2 separate regions of the Mus musculus genome follow, and region 1 is linked to region 2. Evidence: chromatin contacts called from public Hi-C data. All regions are on one chromosome and are shown on one strand. Each heading gives the region's core, a stretch centred on a gene start, on an enhancer-like site or on the middle of the called end of the contact. The rest is flanking DNA. Distances are from core to core; before and after follow the strand shown. Region 1 holds the start of Arpp21 (cyclic AMP-regulated phosphoprotein, 21). Region 2 overlaps Arpp21 (cyclic AMP-regulated phosphoprotein, 21).

What was found. A called contact is a pair of places that touch in the nucleus more often than the background predicts.
Region 1: a contact with region 2 is called in a Hi-C map of group 2 innate lymphoid cells, with 1.6 times the contacts expected there. The contact joins the promoter of Arpp21 here to the enhancer-like site in region 2. A contact is called at or near these places in 2 of 39 promoter capture datasets (hippocampal neurons and macrophages), 16 of 484 Hi-C or Micro-C datasets (CD4 T cells, LSK cells, the N1E-115 cell line and 12 more), 6 of 115 datasets of contacts at active chromatin or transcription factors (CD4 single positive thymocytes, the HPC-7 cell line, the SCID.adh cell line and 3 more) and 3 of 9 other capture datasets (adipose tissue, liver and pancreatic islet).

Annotation. Positions count from the first base shown.
Region 1 is chr9:112,228,001-112,234,851 of GRCm38.p6, reverse strand. It overlaps Arpp21 (cyclic AMP-regulated phosphoprotein, 21), which reads left to right and starts at 1,540. Exons shown (of 21, transcript NM_001362020.1): 1 at 1,540-1,760. It overlaps 2310075C17Rik (RIKEN cDNA 2310075C17 gene), which reads right to left. Exons shown (of 2, transcript NR_131053.1): 2 at 6,610-6,842. It also overlaps a transcript of 2900079G21Rik not described here.
Region 2 is chr9:112,170,740-112,178,235 of GRCm38.p6, reverse strand. Arpp21 (cyclic AMP-regulated phosphoprotein, 21) reads left to right here. Exons shown (of 21, transcript NM_001362020.1): 7 at 500-578; 8 at 1,243-1,302; 9 at 2,001-2,141. Among named protein-coding and RNA genes, the nearest start is that of 2310075C17Rik, 53 kb to the left of the region's middle. Within about 2 kb of position 4,250, at least 1 of the 459 cell types and tissues checked has an H3K27ac peak or open chromatin away from gene starts, as enhancers often do. A contact at or near this core is called in group 2 innate lymphoid cells, where this site is marked.

The DNA of each region.
Region 1 (6,851 bases), core at 291-2,790, 59 kb before region 2:
GTAGCAAAGTAGCAGAGACGCTGCGGGCTCCAACGACAGTCACCTGGTTCCCGCATTGCTGGTGGGACCACAGGTCGCAGAGGGGCGGACAGATCAGCGCAAGGACTGGCTGCAGGAGAAGGTGGCTACTCCCAAGAGAGAGGAGCAGAGCAAAGCCTGGACACCACCCCCAACCCCTTTCCTGAAGCAGACAGACTGACAGACAGGCAAATAGACAGACAGGAGCTCAGCAGCCTGTGGTGACATACAGACTCTCTAGCAGCGAAGACCTCCAAGCGTCCGGAGCGGTGACAGTCCAACAGCCGCAGCCACGCGTTCCCCACCAGCGCTGTGCCTGGGCAGCGCGAGGACCCCTGCCTCCAAGCCAAGGGCTCCTTTTGCTAGCAGTTAAAATAAATCGACCAAACAACAAAGGCAAGCCACAAACCAAACTGACCCAACCAAAGCATTCACTGAGAAACAATAATTACTCACAAAAGCCCCAAACGAAATCCAGTCAGTCAAGGCACCCGGGACGCTGGGTCACTCCACTGTTCCTTCAGGTAAAGAGCCAAGTCTTCCGACATGAGCATCACAAGCCCTTTGTGTCTGGCTGTTGGGGCTTTCTGCTTCTGCTGCCCCCTCCCCCTTTTTTTTTCTTTCTACCATCTATCTGTGCTTTCCCTTTGACCTGTTTGTCGTTTCTGTGTTGTTTATCTTGTTTCTATGTCTCGGCGGAAGGCATGGGTGGACTCTCTTTCCCTCAAAGCAGGCAGAAATTGAAATCTGGGAAGGGAATTGAAAGGGACGATGCTTTCTGTAACAGAAGTTTCCAGTAATTTTATATGGGTTTTATGGTGCCAAGTTTGGACATTCTCTTGTTTCAGTTGAAAACTTGTCACTTTCCTCAGTTACCACAGAGGTCCTGGGTCCCAAGAGGTCGGAGAAGGGAGGGAGAGGAGGATAATTTTTTGCTTTATTTTTTTTAAATCTTGAAGTCATTTCCATGACAGCCTCTGGTGTAACGTTATCTGTCTCGGGTGATAAATGTGATAGTAGGATTGGATCTGTATCAGGCAAGTGTTTTAAAAAGTTTCTTCGGAAGAGAAATTACATGGCTTAGCATGGATGTCACGGATGTATTAAATTCAAAGCTTGATCACCTTTTACAGACACAGACTAAGACTGGAGCCTAAGTCTTAAGAAAAAAAAAAAGCAATGAGGAAGGTAATGTCATGGCGGGATGGGAGGTGTACGGTGAGGTTGCTAGAAATGGTCCCCCTAAGAACGTGTTGCAGATGGAGACCATCATTTCGCTCTCTGCCTTCTCAAAGGATGCAGCTTCTGCAAGCTAGAATGACAGTCTCTAGAATGGAAATGAATCTGTATTTTTTTTTCAAATTTTGCTCCAATGCAGAATAAATCTAAACTGTGCCCACCCTTTCCTCATCTGCCTTGGAACCCAACTCTGCAGTTTACTGCTTTAAGTAAGCAGCAAAGTAGACAGGGCAGGCAGGGAGGCACTTCTTGTTTCCTTTTTTTTTTTTTTTTTGTAATTCTGTGAAAATCAGAGAGCCTTTGATATGCTCTTCAGCCTAAGTAGACCCTCTCTTTCAGGATTATGTTACTATAGGGCTTGATGTCTGAGTGGCATTTTAGCTAATGTCATTTTCATGAAAGACAGTCATTTGGAAGGCACTAGGGCTAGTTATGCTTCCTTCAAATAGCAGAGTGATCTTAACATGAGAGACCCTGTCTTCGGGGTTATGTAGCCCTTCAAGGTATGTACCTGCTTATGTCTGATTCTCAGTGTCCTTTGTCCTCATCTTCCTTTGCTTTCTAATCGCTTTGACTGGCAGGCTATTTTTATATTTCTAGAGAATACATTTAGATGTCTTTTTAAAGTGATACATGTTTCCATTCTCAAAGATTGGGAAAAGATCATCTCTTGCTATGCTCGTCTGTGCTAATATGATTTGGTTTCTGTGTAAATTTAAAGGCATTGCTTTAGACCATTGTATTATACATGTCTTAGTTTCTCCTTTCCGGGTATGATTTATGTCGTCCGAATGACAAAGTAACTATTCCTCTCGGTGAGTGCTTATTTAACAGTACTTTGGATGAGGCATATTTAAAGAAACTTAAACAGCTCCTCCGGGGAATACCATTAGGTTTCTTGGTGACTTAATTTCATTCACTATATGGTGATTTCTTTTTGCTGGTAATTCAGTTCAGACCCAGACAAGTGTGTGTGTGTGTGTGTGTGTGTGTGTGTGTGTGTGTGTGTGTGTGTTTTATTAGATTTGCACATTGCCAATCTCTCAGTGACTGCTTGTCATAGATCTCAGTTGAGTGTGGTTACTTGAGAACTGTAGCAATCACCCTGTTAGAGCGTGCTGCACTGAGGAGTTCCTTGCAGTCTGTTTTTTAACGCTGTTTAATGAAGGAGTGGGCATCTCACTCTGCAATGAAAGGAGCCCGAGAACAGACAGAGCCCTGTGCTGCTGTGGAGACTGCAGAGCAGAAGGGAGTGGGAAGGTAAAGCGGGCTGCAGAGGTGGTCTTTTGAATCGGGTCCTTATAGCTTATCGATGGAAATCAATCGGTTTGGATGAGAGAATTCTCTCTGAATAGCTGGTTAGATGCTCCTTCAGCGTCTTTGCTGGTTCTTAGAAAGAAGACTCAATAATTTGAGTTTCTGAAAACTTAGAGGAGATGCTAACTGGGGACTTCCTGTGTGTCTACTATTTTTAATATAGGCTGTGAGAATGTTGGGTAATGAATGCAGATTTAATTTCAAATTCCTGAATCATTGTTCTGCTGTGGCAGATGGGTTGGACCTTATGAAACATTCTGAGATTCAAAAAAACTACCACCAGCTTCAGATATGGTGATAATCTGAATTTCTGCTGTGGGAATTTTGGGTTGATTTTTCTGTCATAAACTTGAAACTTTGCACCAGAGCTGTGACAACTAAGGGAATCTGGAGGTTTTAGATGGACTTGGTGAAATAGTTGTGTTATTTTCTCCCTTTAACTTTGAGTGAAATGTCCCTCATTTATCTTTCTAAAGAGTGCATATTTTAAAATGTCTCTGAGGTAGCATTGATTACCTTTAGAATGTTATCCTTGGGGGCCAAATATCTTCACATAATGGCATGTAAGATGCATGAAGCCATATGTCTGCATTGCTGGCACCTTCATGGATCACCAATCTTCAGGTACAAGGTGGGAATGTTCACTCAGAAAGGTATCTTGCTCATTTTCGTATTAACAGCATGCAAGCATCAGGCCACTCCCCCACCCCCCACGGTGAAGCTCATTAGACCAAACACTTAAGTAGTTTCAAAATTAATAAGCATAAGAGAATATGAGCAGCTTATATGAAGCGGGGAGCTAAGTCATATCGTTTTGTATCAATGCCTCTCTGAGAACTCAAAAAGTCGATCTGGAAAGTGACCAACTTTAAAATGAAGTAAACACCTAAGAACAATGTTTGCATGGAGATACTGCAAAATCTATTGTTGTTGTTGTTGTTTTTGTTCATTTGTCTTTCAACATGGTATTTCTGGAGGGGGAAGCCAGCCACATTGGCTGTTAATATTTCCCTCATTGCTCTGCCTTGCTCTAGCTTCTCAAGTCTGAGGGCATTCAGGTCTGAAGCGCTTCTTTTTTTTTTTTTTTTTTTTTTTTTAATCTTTGGACAAGATAATGATAAGCTTCATGAGCAGAGCTTGAAGTGAGTCAGCTTCTGCAGATAGAAAGTAGCCAGGAACCAGGCATGGATATGATGGAGAATTCTTCTAGAGTAAGGAGATAGTTTGAAATCCAGAGGGCTGGACACTGAAATTTCACTATTTGTTTGCCAGTCAGTGTCATTTGAATCTAATCTCTGATAAGACTAGATAAGAATGGGGCACCTAAAACTGTAGCAGACATGGAAAGCCATTTCGTCGGGGGTAAGTACTGGCATCATTTACCTGGGTCTTGTATTTAGGAAGCTGTGACTCTCCTGGTCACGGAAGGGACTTGGCTTCCACAACAAGACAGCAGGTTACCCAGGAGGTCTCCAGCATACTTTCAATGATGTTGTATTTGTAAAAATATCCACTTCTTCCCTTAAGACAAAGGATCTTTGTATCTTAAGAAATGCTTAATCCAGAGATTCCATGTGTCTGTGGGTTTTGCTTTTTAATATTGTTCACTCTACCACTTCATATTAAATATGAAAACCACATCTTAAACACTATTATATGCCTATGCTTAAAGATTGTGGAATGCAAAAAAATAGAGAGAGGCAACGCAGTCTAGACTGTGTATGGCTGAACATATTTGTATTTTTGTTCCTATGTTCTGAGTTTCTTTTAAGATATTTTTATATTTTTATCTCTTAAATTCTTAAAAATCATTTTTTTCAGTGCTTGGTCTGGTCTTAGATTAATTTGGATCATGTTGAATTACTGTTGACCACCGATATTGAAGTTTTGACTATGTTTATTTACATCACAGACATCTCATGTCTGTAAAGATCCAATATGAAGTGAGATGTTATATAAATCACCGTGTACTAAGATTGATAAAGAATAAATTCCCTAAGTGTCAAGCCAATGCAACAGTTTTTAATGTTGACAAGATGGTTATGCTACGTTCTTCTCCCAATCCCCTTATGTCTAGAGATGTTTTCCTAGTACATCAAATGCCTTCCTAGCATCTTGAGTGTGTCGTTGCTGGGGCATATCTGTGTGATTTTAAAAAAAGAGAACAAAAACAAGGCAAAAGTGAGTTGAAGTAATTGCACAGAACAATTGAAGAGTTGGTGGAGGACAAAAATGTGTTGGCTTGACTATATAGTGTTTACTGGCTTTCTGCATTCAGACTGGGTCCTTAGCTTCATGCTATGCTGCTGCTGCTGCTGCTGCTCCTCCTCCTCCTTTTTCTCCATTTTCTCCTTCTTCTTCTTCTTCTTCTTCTTCTTCTTCTTCTTCTTCTTCTTCTTCTTCTTCTTCTTCTTCTTCTTCTTCTTCTTCCTCCTCCTCCTCTTCCCCCTCCTCCTAGCCTCCTCCTCCTCCTCCTTCTTCTCTAGCTGCCAGCATAGATTCCAACACTGCCAGCAGGTGGGAAGAATGTTAACCACTAACAGTGGTCACAATATTGGTGCTTTAAATTCCATCTATAAATTTTTCCTATGAGAATCTCTCCTAGCAGTGTTTGTAACCACAACTTAATGCATATGACAATATGGCAAGGTATTTATGTTCTGTATAATCAAAATGAGAGATCAAATGGCTGTTGCAACTTATTGAAATGGTGATCTCTTACTCTAGAAGTCTCATTCAAAGCATATATTCATAATTATTCCCCAGACATAAGTTCATATCACATTTTAAAATATTACCATCACTCCTTTTACTTAACAACAGATAATGATTCACTTTTTCTCCAGGTAAGGTGCAACACAAATTGTCTCTTTTATAAACAGACCTTCTAGAATATTCTCAACTTTCACATGACTTCAAGATGATACATGCAATTTTTAAATTAAAAATAATTTGGGATGATATGCAAAGTAGTACAGTTGTGCTAATGTTAAAAATCAATAGCCCCTTACATGACATTAGTTTAAAGGTAACAGGAACGGCATGCAAATTTTAGTTCTACTTTAAAAGAGGAGTCAAGACTTTGAAGAAGACAACAGTGACATCATTTTAAATTTCAAAATTTTGGCAATTTTTGTAGAGGTTTACTTGGCATCGTGGACTACATTTTGATGCAGAAACACATAATCTACGGAAGTATCAAATCATCTCTTTATAGCTATTTCCTAGAGATCGAGTCACGAAGCTTATCTACCTAATGAGTCTGGATTGATTTCTTCCTCAGTGCCTGCTTCATCCAAGTTAGTGCTGGAATTTCTAATAATCTGCATTCTTTTCTTCCAGGTCACTGGTTGCTTGTTTATTATACACTAAATACAGGGGATAGATGCAGAAATCATAGAACAAACAAGGAAGGTGGGTTTCTGTTACTTAGCAAGGTCCCTTCATATTGCCTAGGTAACAACCCTCACCCTAGAACAACCCAGCATATAAGATCTTCCAGTGAAAGGGAAAATAAATTCATTCATCCTGGCATTTTGATTTATTTGGCATAAAGAATCGCCATAAGGGAGGGGCTGGAGAGATGGCTCACTGGCTAAGAGCACTTGCTGTTCTTGCAGAGAATCTGAGATCTCTTCCCAGTAGCCACCTGGTGGCTCACAACCATCCAATGACACGCATGGTGGACATGCATACATATGGGCAAACACTCATAAACAAAACGTAAATAAATTTAATGGTAATTTAGAACACTGTGGTTGGAATCAACATATGCAGGCTAAAATATCCCCATGTCTTTAAAGTACAACATGGAACATTTAATTTATAAAAGGTTTTCTTTCTCCCAGTTTAAATAAATTATCTTTTCAATAGTACATTAGGTGGTCCAGAAACCATCCACACACTCAGCATTTCAATGTGCCTTCAGAGGACTTCCTCAATGTTACAGCAACTTAGAAAACTCTAGAAAATTCTAGATATAGACCACTGGATTTAAAGAAGGAACAGGTTAACTCATTGGCACCCAAAGGTTAGTCTTGATCCTTTAATTTTTTTTATTTGTATATAAGGAGCACAACTGGAAAATTAAATACTGTCAAATGATTCCCATGTCTCTAAAAGCACAGACAAAATTCTCACAGGACATTATAGCACTTATTTGTGGGAAAACACAGTGAGTGGCGTTCTTGGCTTGTGTCTTGTTTGTCGTGAAGTGTAATTTCAGTAGGAATTCCAGTTCCGCTGTGATGATGCAATGACATCATCAGCTGAGAAGA
Region 2 (7,496 bases), core at 3,001-5,500:
AAAATGACTGTATAAACCTGTATTTATCCAGGACCAGGATATAAGAAAAACTCAAGAACATTTATCTCTTGCCATGTTTTATACTGATTAATATTTAGGTAGTTTTATAATCAAAACTTCATTTTTAAAAACTGTTCTGTTTTAATTTAAAAAAAAAAAAGGTTGTCATGGGATCACAAGCTCTTGAGGTCTCTGTGGGTTGGATGTACCTGTCATGTGGAGGCAGTACCCCACTGGTTTTCTGCACAGAACACACTCCACCACCAACAGCAAGCACACTTCCCCTCCTGTGACACTAGGGTCTTCCCACAGTCAAGGTCTCAACCCTCAAGTCTTATTTCTGATGTTATGATCCCTGCTTGCAAGTATTTTCTCCCTGGTACCTTCCTTTGAAATTTACCTGAGCTGGAAGGAAACCAGAACGTTTTCAAACCCTGCCCCACCCTGTATTCCCATCATCCATCTGGGCAACTCAACTCCCTCCTGCTGTTTGTTTCAGATTGCAGCCAAGAATACACAGATTCTACAGGCATAGACTTACATGGGTTTCTAATTAACACGCTGAAGAACAATTCCAGGTAAATTTAAATGGTGAAACAAGCTTTTTGCTGGTGTTGTGGGAGGGTGGGGAGTCAGAAAGAATATTACAAAATAATTATGATTAATCAGAATACTTTTAAGAAATCAAATACTAAAAACAGATGGCTTCCTTGATGTCTCTCCTGAGCTTGCTCTGCTCTGTTGATTGTATCTCCTTGTGGATGGCTAGCCCTAATAGTCACATAGTTGCTCCCTGTATAAGTTAGAGTGTACCAACTTTGCTTTGCTAACCCCAGGGGCATATTGAAGTAAAAAGGAGAGAATGAAATGATGTTTATTTACATCAGTCCATGGTGCCTGGGTGCAGGCACATAGTCATGTGTACTCAGGGCTCCAGCTTGGCTTCTTTCCAGTTTCTTTCAACTTTAAGTCTTTGTTGGTTGTATTATTATCATTCAGAAATTTACATATCATGATTATCATTCGAATGATGACATTTAACACTACCAAATACTTAACAAGGGAGAGGAAAAATGAAACTTCTGAGTTCAAAGTCGTGGCATGCAAACCAAGGAGTCAACATAGTCCGAAGATGAATTAGAGTTAGGTCTGCTCTGTTTCCCCGTTGAGTTTGATAAATTGTATTTGCTCTTTGAAAACTAAAAGTACATGAAACTTTTCCTTTGAACATTTATTTTTCAGGGACAGGATGATACTCTTGAAAATGGAGCAGGAAATGATTGATTTCATTGCTGACAGCAAGTATGTTCAATGGCAATGCTAGCTAATTCGATGACATGTCTTAGCTCAGTGTCTGAGTTAATGACTCATTCCACAGAGAGCTGTAGATAAATAAAATGTCAGCTCGTATGGTTCTTGGTATGCTCAATGAAGAAGTCACTGGATCTTGGAGTGGTCATTGCTTGGATCACGTGTGATCTTGCCTGTTAAATTTCTGGCAAAATAGCCATAAACAGGGGGCTTGCTTAGCCCCCACTAATTTGCATGGAGGAGCTGTAACAAGAAGGGACCCTTCTCGTTTTTATTATAGTTTTTTAATGGGCTCCAGCTGGCTGCAGTCAGTTATGCCTGGAAATAATTGTGCTGCGTTTGGTGTAAACTGGGTAATGACACATGTCCAGATAGATATCTGCAATCTCTATTATGTCATGGAGCCTGTCCCCTGCCTGCCTCTGTTGATAAGGTATCCTGAACTAACCCAGAACACTTTGCAACAGACAAAATGAACATGCGGCTGAGAAACAGCAATGCCTACTGCAGCTCGATCAATAAATCTATGATAGTAGAGATTTGTCTGCGAGAGAAGACATCAGGTGGTGTCGAAATGAAAGATGCCAAGTGTTTCTGGATAAAAGGAGATAGTGACGTGTAAATCCCTGTAAAATATACTACTGGCATGAAATGAAGATGCTGATTTTATTTCTGTAACTCTGTTCCAGTAACCACTATAAAAAGTTCCCCCAGATGTCATCCTATCAAAGGATGCTGGTCCATCGGGTGGCAGCGTACTTTGGATTGGACCACAACGTGGATCAAACTGGAAAATCTGTCATCATCAACAAGACCAGCAGCACCAGGATGTAAGTCCCAACGTAGTGTCTGTTTGGTGTTTTGTTTTTCTGTCAGAGACTGGTTTATAAGAGCACACTATTCATTGTAAAGTATGCGACGTTAAATATGTATAGCGCTGGTTATCTTTCTGGCCTAATAGCAGTGGGATGTCAGGAATCCATATAATACCAAATGAGATCTAGGGAATTTGGTGGGAGAACTTCACTTCAAAATAGCATTCAGATTAAAAACAACAGGCATTGATTGGTCTGGGAGTGTAGCTCAGTGGTAGAGAACATGGATGGCACACACAAAGTTTATTAGATTCCCAGTGCAACAAATGGGTAAAGCCTACGCAAGCAAGCAAGCAAGCAAGCAAGCAGGCAGGCAGGCAGGCAGGCAGGCAGGCAAGCTCTTTCTGCAGAGACAGGCATGATAGCATATCCCTGTGCTCCCAGTACTCTGGACACTCAGGCAGGAGGATCAGGAGTTGAAAAATAGTCCTATATACATGCTATGATTCTGTCAAAAAGACGGGGAGGGGAGATGAAGGGAGGGTGGATCAAGGAGGGGATGGGTTAGGGGAGGAGGAATCAAGGATAGGATTTATAAAGCTGTTACACAGAGACATTTGTCCTTTTCTACCCCACCCCCCTTTTTGATGTGGGGGAGACATGTGTTTTGGGGAAAGCTCAGAACAGGATACAGAAACCTTGCTTCTCAATCCTGGCATACTGACTGGGCATTCCAGTCTGCTGCAGTCCTGATTTCCCATCTTGGTTTCTTCACCTGTGAGACAGATAAGTTTTAGCCCTAAGAAGACAACACTTGGTTTTTCTCAAGATCATCACTGTCTTTCATCTTCAAATCTTTTTCCTATCTGCACTGAGTCAGAGTCATCAAGACCGACCTCCTAGGAGACAGTCATTTGCCTTGGCACCTGTAATTGTCTACTTTGAACTCCCGAGCCTTTCAAATAGAGCTTAAACCACTTCTTTAGCAAAAGGTGTGGCACCCTCAAAAAACTGCAAATCGTCATTAAAAAAAAAAAATAACGTTCTTTCCTTTGGGGCATGTGGTGATCACGTGGTCTTTGTGTCAGACGGTTAGTGCAGGCACTTTCCTAGTGAATGGAGCTCTCCTGATTAAAGCAGGCTTTCTTTTCTGCTCACTGAAGGTTACAGCCAGTGAGGTGGCCTCAGGGCTCTTTATCTCCTGGGAGATCAGCCAGAGCTCAGCAGAGGCACTGAGACAGTTAGGAGGAGGAGCACTCAGTAAGAAACCTAGACCAAGAGTGGCTATTATCTCAGGGACACTGTAGCGCTTCACTTTTTTTTTCCTCCCGAGTTTCAAATTGCTTATATATCTGCAGAACAGTTTGAAGTGGATAATGTTTAAGAGCTCTTGAAGCTCCAGAATTATTGGGTCCCGCGGTTGTATTCTACTGTGCTGGCAAAACACATCTCAAAATTTAGCGGCTTCCCACTCGATCTGATTGTTGACACTGCTGCCGCCTGTCTTGACTGTCATGGAAATTAAAGGTCACTCTTCTTTAATCTGAGACATTTTTGTTCTCCCTCGAACACACCCAGCTGGTTTTGGTGTGGTATTGTTTATTATTTTTACACGCCAGTCTAGTTTTTCTTGTGGCTTGCAGGTGCCCTACAGCAGAGAAAGATGCCCTGAGAACAAAGCAGGGAAGGAATTGACTTCTGTTTTTAATTCACTCTTTGTGTTGCACTCTGAGGACTTTCGGAATGTGGATCTGTGCATAGATAGTGCCGATTAAGCTTGATAGCTTTACAATTCATAGAGAGCGGATTTGTTAATAGTTACAATAGTTTTACAGTCTCACAGTCGGGATACGAGTCCAGGTTTATACCCTAGCTGATGGCGATATTACGTCTCTGTGAATACTCTTGATAGAAGTTTAGCCTTGTCTATGAAGCTGACTTTTACACTGTAGCAGCTCCATTGAAAGTCAATTTTAACTTAGCTAAATTTACATACAATTTGAATTTTCAAATTCAGTTTCTTTATCTGATTAGTAACATTTCCACTGCTTACAGGGTCTGTGATTCTAGAAGCTTCTGAACTCTCCCCTAGATTCTTGTGTTCCCTTCAGATTCTACCGCACCACAGTAGAATGTTATCTGTCTTTAAGGTTTTCGTTATCTGACCTACAGAGGTCCCATCGCTAAGCCTCTTCCTTTCCAGAGGAGCATAAACTTTGGACATTTTGAGAAAGTATTTGTGCATGCCTGCATGTCTGTGTGAACCCCAGGAATGCAGTTGTCCATCGGGATCAGAAAGAAGTGCATCAAATCTCGCTAGACCTAGACTTGCAGGCAGTTGTGAGCTGCCCCGTGTAAATTTTGGGGAGCTGAACCTGGATACACAGCAAAAGTAGAAAGTATTGTCAACTGCTAATTCCATCTTGTCAGCCCCCACCCCGAGGCTTTCCATTTTCCTGAGCATTGTCAAACAGACTACATATGTTTACACTAAGGAGAGTGTACAGTGATCACAAGCATGGGCAGACAGTACCCCGATGAAGGTAGTGACCGCTTTGGTGCCAGCACCAAATCCCATCTGATCACCCCCATCTCCCCTACCACCCTTTATCATCCTTCAGCAGGTCACGCCTAACCCCATGGTAAGCAGTGAACTTTCTAGGCATTAGCTGGAGCATGAAGCCCTCTTTCTCCATCATCCCAACCACCATGTTGCTCACCCTCTGTCATTTAAATGGCTCTTGGGAGGGGAGGGCAAATGTGCCAGTGGAGGAATTTGAGAGTAAACTGCTACCTCTCTGAAAAGGGAGCAAGAAGGAAAGAGGATGAAATAAAGGCCCTTTGAAAGAGTAGCATATTTCAGGTTTCAAGACGCGGATCACGTTAGCAATACAAGCAAAGACTGTTGTTTCATGAGAAGGTATGGCTGTTATAGCTGTCTGCTGCTAGGATGTTTGGATTTGAAGGTAAAAATAGACCATTAAGATCTAGGTGCCTTGAAGGTTTCAAATACCATTTATTTTGTGTGTGTGGGTGGGGGGGGATCTGTATTCTCTGCGAATGTGAAGGGTTGCCTCACCAGAGCAATTGATAATCAAAAGGAACTAGGCTAATTTGTATATATTGTTGGATTGAAATCTATTGACTCATAGGAGGGAGAGAGAGAGAGTGGGGATGAGAATTCCTCCCAGGATCCACTCTCAGTGGTGTGTTTGAGGAACATTTTTCCAATGTGTTCATGTTTCTGCAGCTCCCATGCAAATCCTTGAAATATATGCATTTTAAATGTCATCCTGGCTTAGGAGAACAGGTCCAGAATATGAACTCTTTGGGTGGAGTGTGGAAATGAGCTATAAAACTGAGGGATAAAACACAGTTTTGTATATTGGTTTGTTGTTTGTTTTTCTTCAGTGAGTTCTCATGGTCCTATAAGGTGTACCGATAAATGTAGATACAGGAACTATCATCCCTGTAGCAGCCACAACTGAGTGTCATCAGCTTCCTTCTGCCATGCTTTTCTGGATGAGAACAATTTAAGATATTTTAAATGGGGACTAGAGCCTGTTAAGTGTTTCATGGAGAGAAAATCGTTCTATATGAAATTTAGACTGCTTGGGTCATAAGGGGCAATCCCTGAGAGCCACGTAAAAGTATGACTGGCCCCTGTGTGTTCTTCTCTGTCATAGCCTCAGTTATCACCCATTGGCTCTCCCATGATGGAGAGGATGGGTCTCAAGGATATACTTATGAATGACACCATCTCTTACTGAGAATCATGGTACTTACTATGTGTACATCATGAAATATGCTTTAATTCTTGGTTTATGTATATTATCACATCTAATCATACAAAGAGAATTTCAGTTTAGGGACCTTCTCTATAGAGAAGAAATAACTAGCAGGACTCAGTTCTAAACCAACGTGTATATTTCACTGGTTTATTGAAATTTAGTGGAATATTGAAGTGATCGTTATCTCAAGTCAAATTATCTCAGCTACTGAGCCACATCCTCAAGATGGAATGGCTGCATCCAATGTGGATTTCTGGAACATTTAGTTTTGTCTACACCACTTTGAGATCCCAACAAGTCCTAGGCATATAGGCACACAACTAGTCAGGAGTTATCTTGGATCCATGAATGGAAAACACACACACACACACACACACACACACACACACACACACACAAGCCAGTTAATCTTAAAATGCCATGGCTAACTCAATGACTGGGCACTCCTAAACCTTGCCCTGCTACCTCAGGTCAGTGGCCTCTTACAGGAAAACTCACATAGCTGGTTGGCTTTATCTCCCGAGTTCTCCTAATTCTCCCTGTGTCCTACCCATGAAACTCTCAGTGTCCCACTTCATGCTCAGCCATTGGCCACTGGCATCTTTATTGGTAGATCAAAAATCAATTGTGGACAAGGACCTTCAGCATCTGGACACACAGATAAAAAGCATTCGCACCAATTTCCAACAGATTTCAACTGTTTAATTCCTTTGTTGTCTGATAAGAAATTATTGAGATCATGGAGCTGTTGTTTTAAAGGCATTTTGAAGATTTACTTACTCATATAAGTAAACACCAGAATCTTTCCATAGTTTTATAGCCCTTGATGTATATTTCTGGCTTGTCACTTCCAGCATGTATGGCTTGTTGAAAGAGAGCATCCATGAGTCTTATTTATCAATAATACTAGTATAGAAGATGAATCTACTCCTTGTGTACTTACAAAGCCACTGCCATCAGTAGCTCTAGATTCCCATCCCACACACAGCATCCTCAGCTCCACAAGGAATGAGGAAACACAATGGTGAGCTTTGGAGCAAAGCCATTAGAAGTTTTGCATTAATGCTCTCAACACTTTGGGGATTCCCAGAGAACGTGTGACTTTGTAGCAGAGAGGTTGTATTCTTGATGCTCCGTTGCAGTGAACAAAACTGAGGATAGCTCATACTCAAATAATTACAGGGAAGAGAGGATTCATGTGGTCTAAACAGATGTATGCTAATATTCTGCATTTATTGAGCAGTTACAAAGAGCTGATCTTTCTGTAGAGATGGTGGTATCTACTTCTTTTAGCCTGATAACAAAAGACTCTTGTAAAAGTCACAACCAGTGCCTGGGCTGGAGGGGCAACTTGCCGAGAGGGAAAGGAAAAGTCACAAGTTCTTGTGGGGTTATCCAAGACGGTGCTGCTGTCTGAGTAAACCTATGCACAGTAGAGAATGAATAAAATCATCTGAGCCTGTAGTGTTGCAGGTTTTCCAGGCCTCAGAACTAACCAAGAAAGAAGATGTGTGACCAATTGTTTCCAGGCACACCCTCTGGTTTATCACATGGGTCTTAATGGCTAGTGCAAAATTCT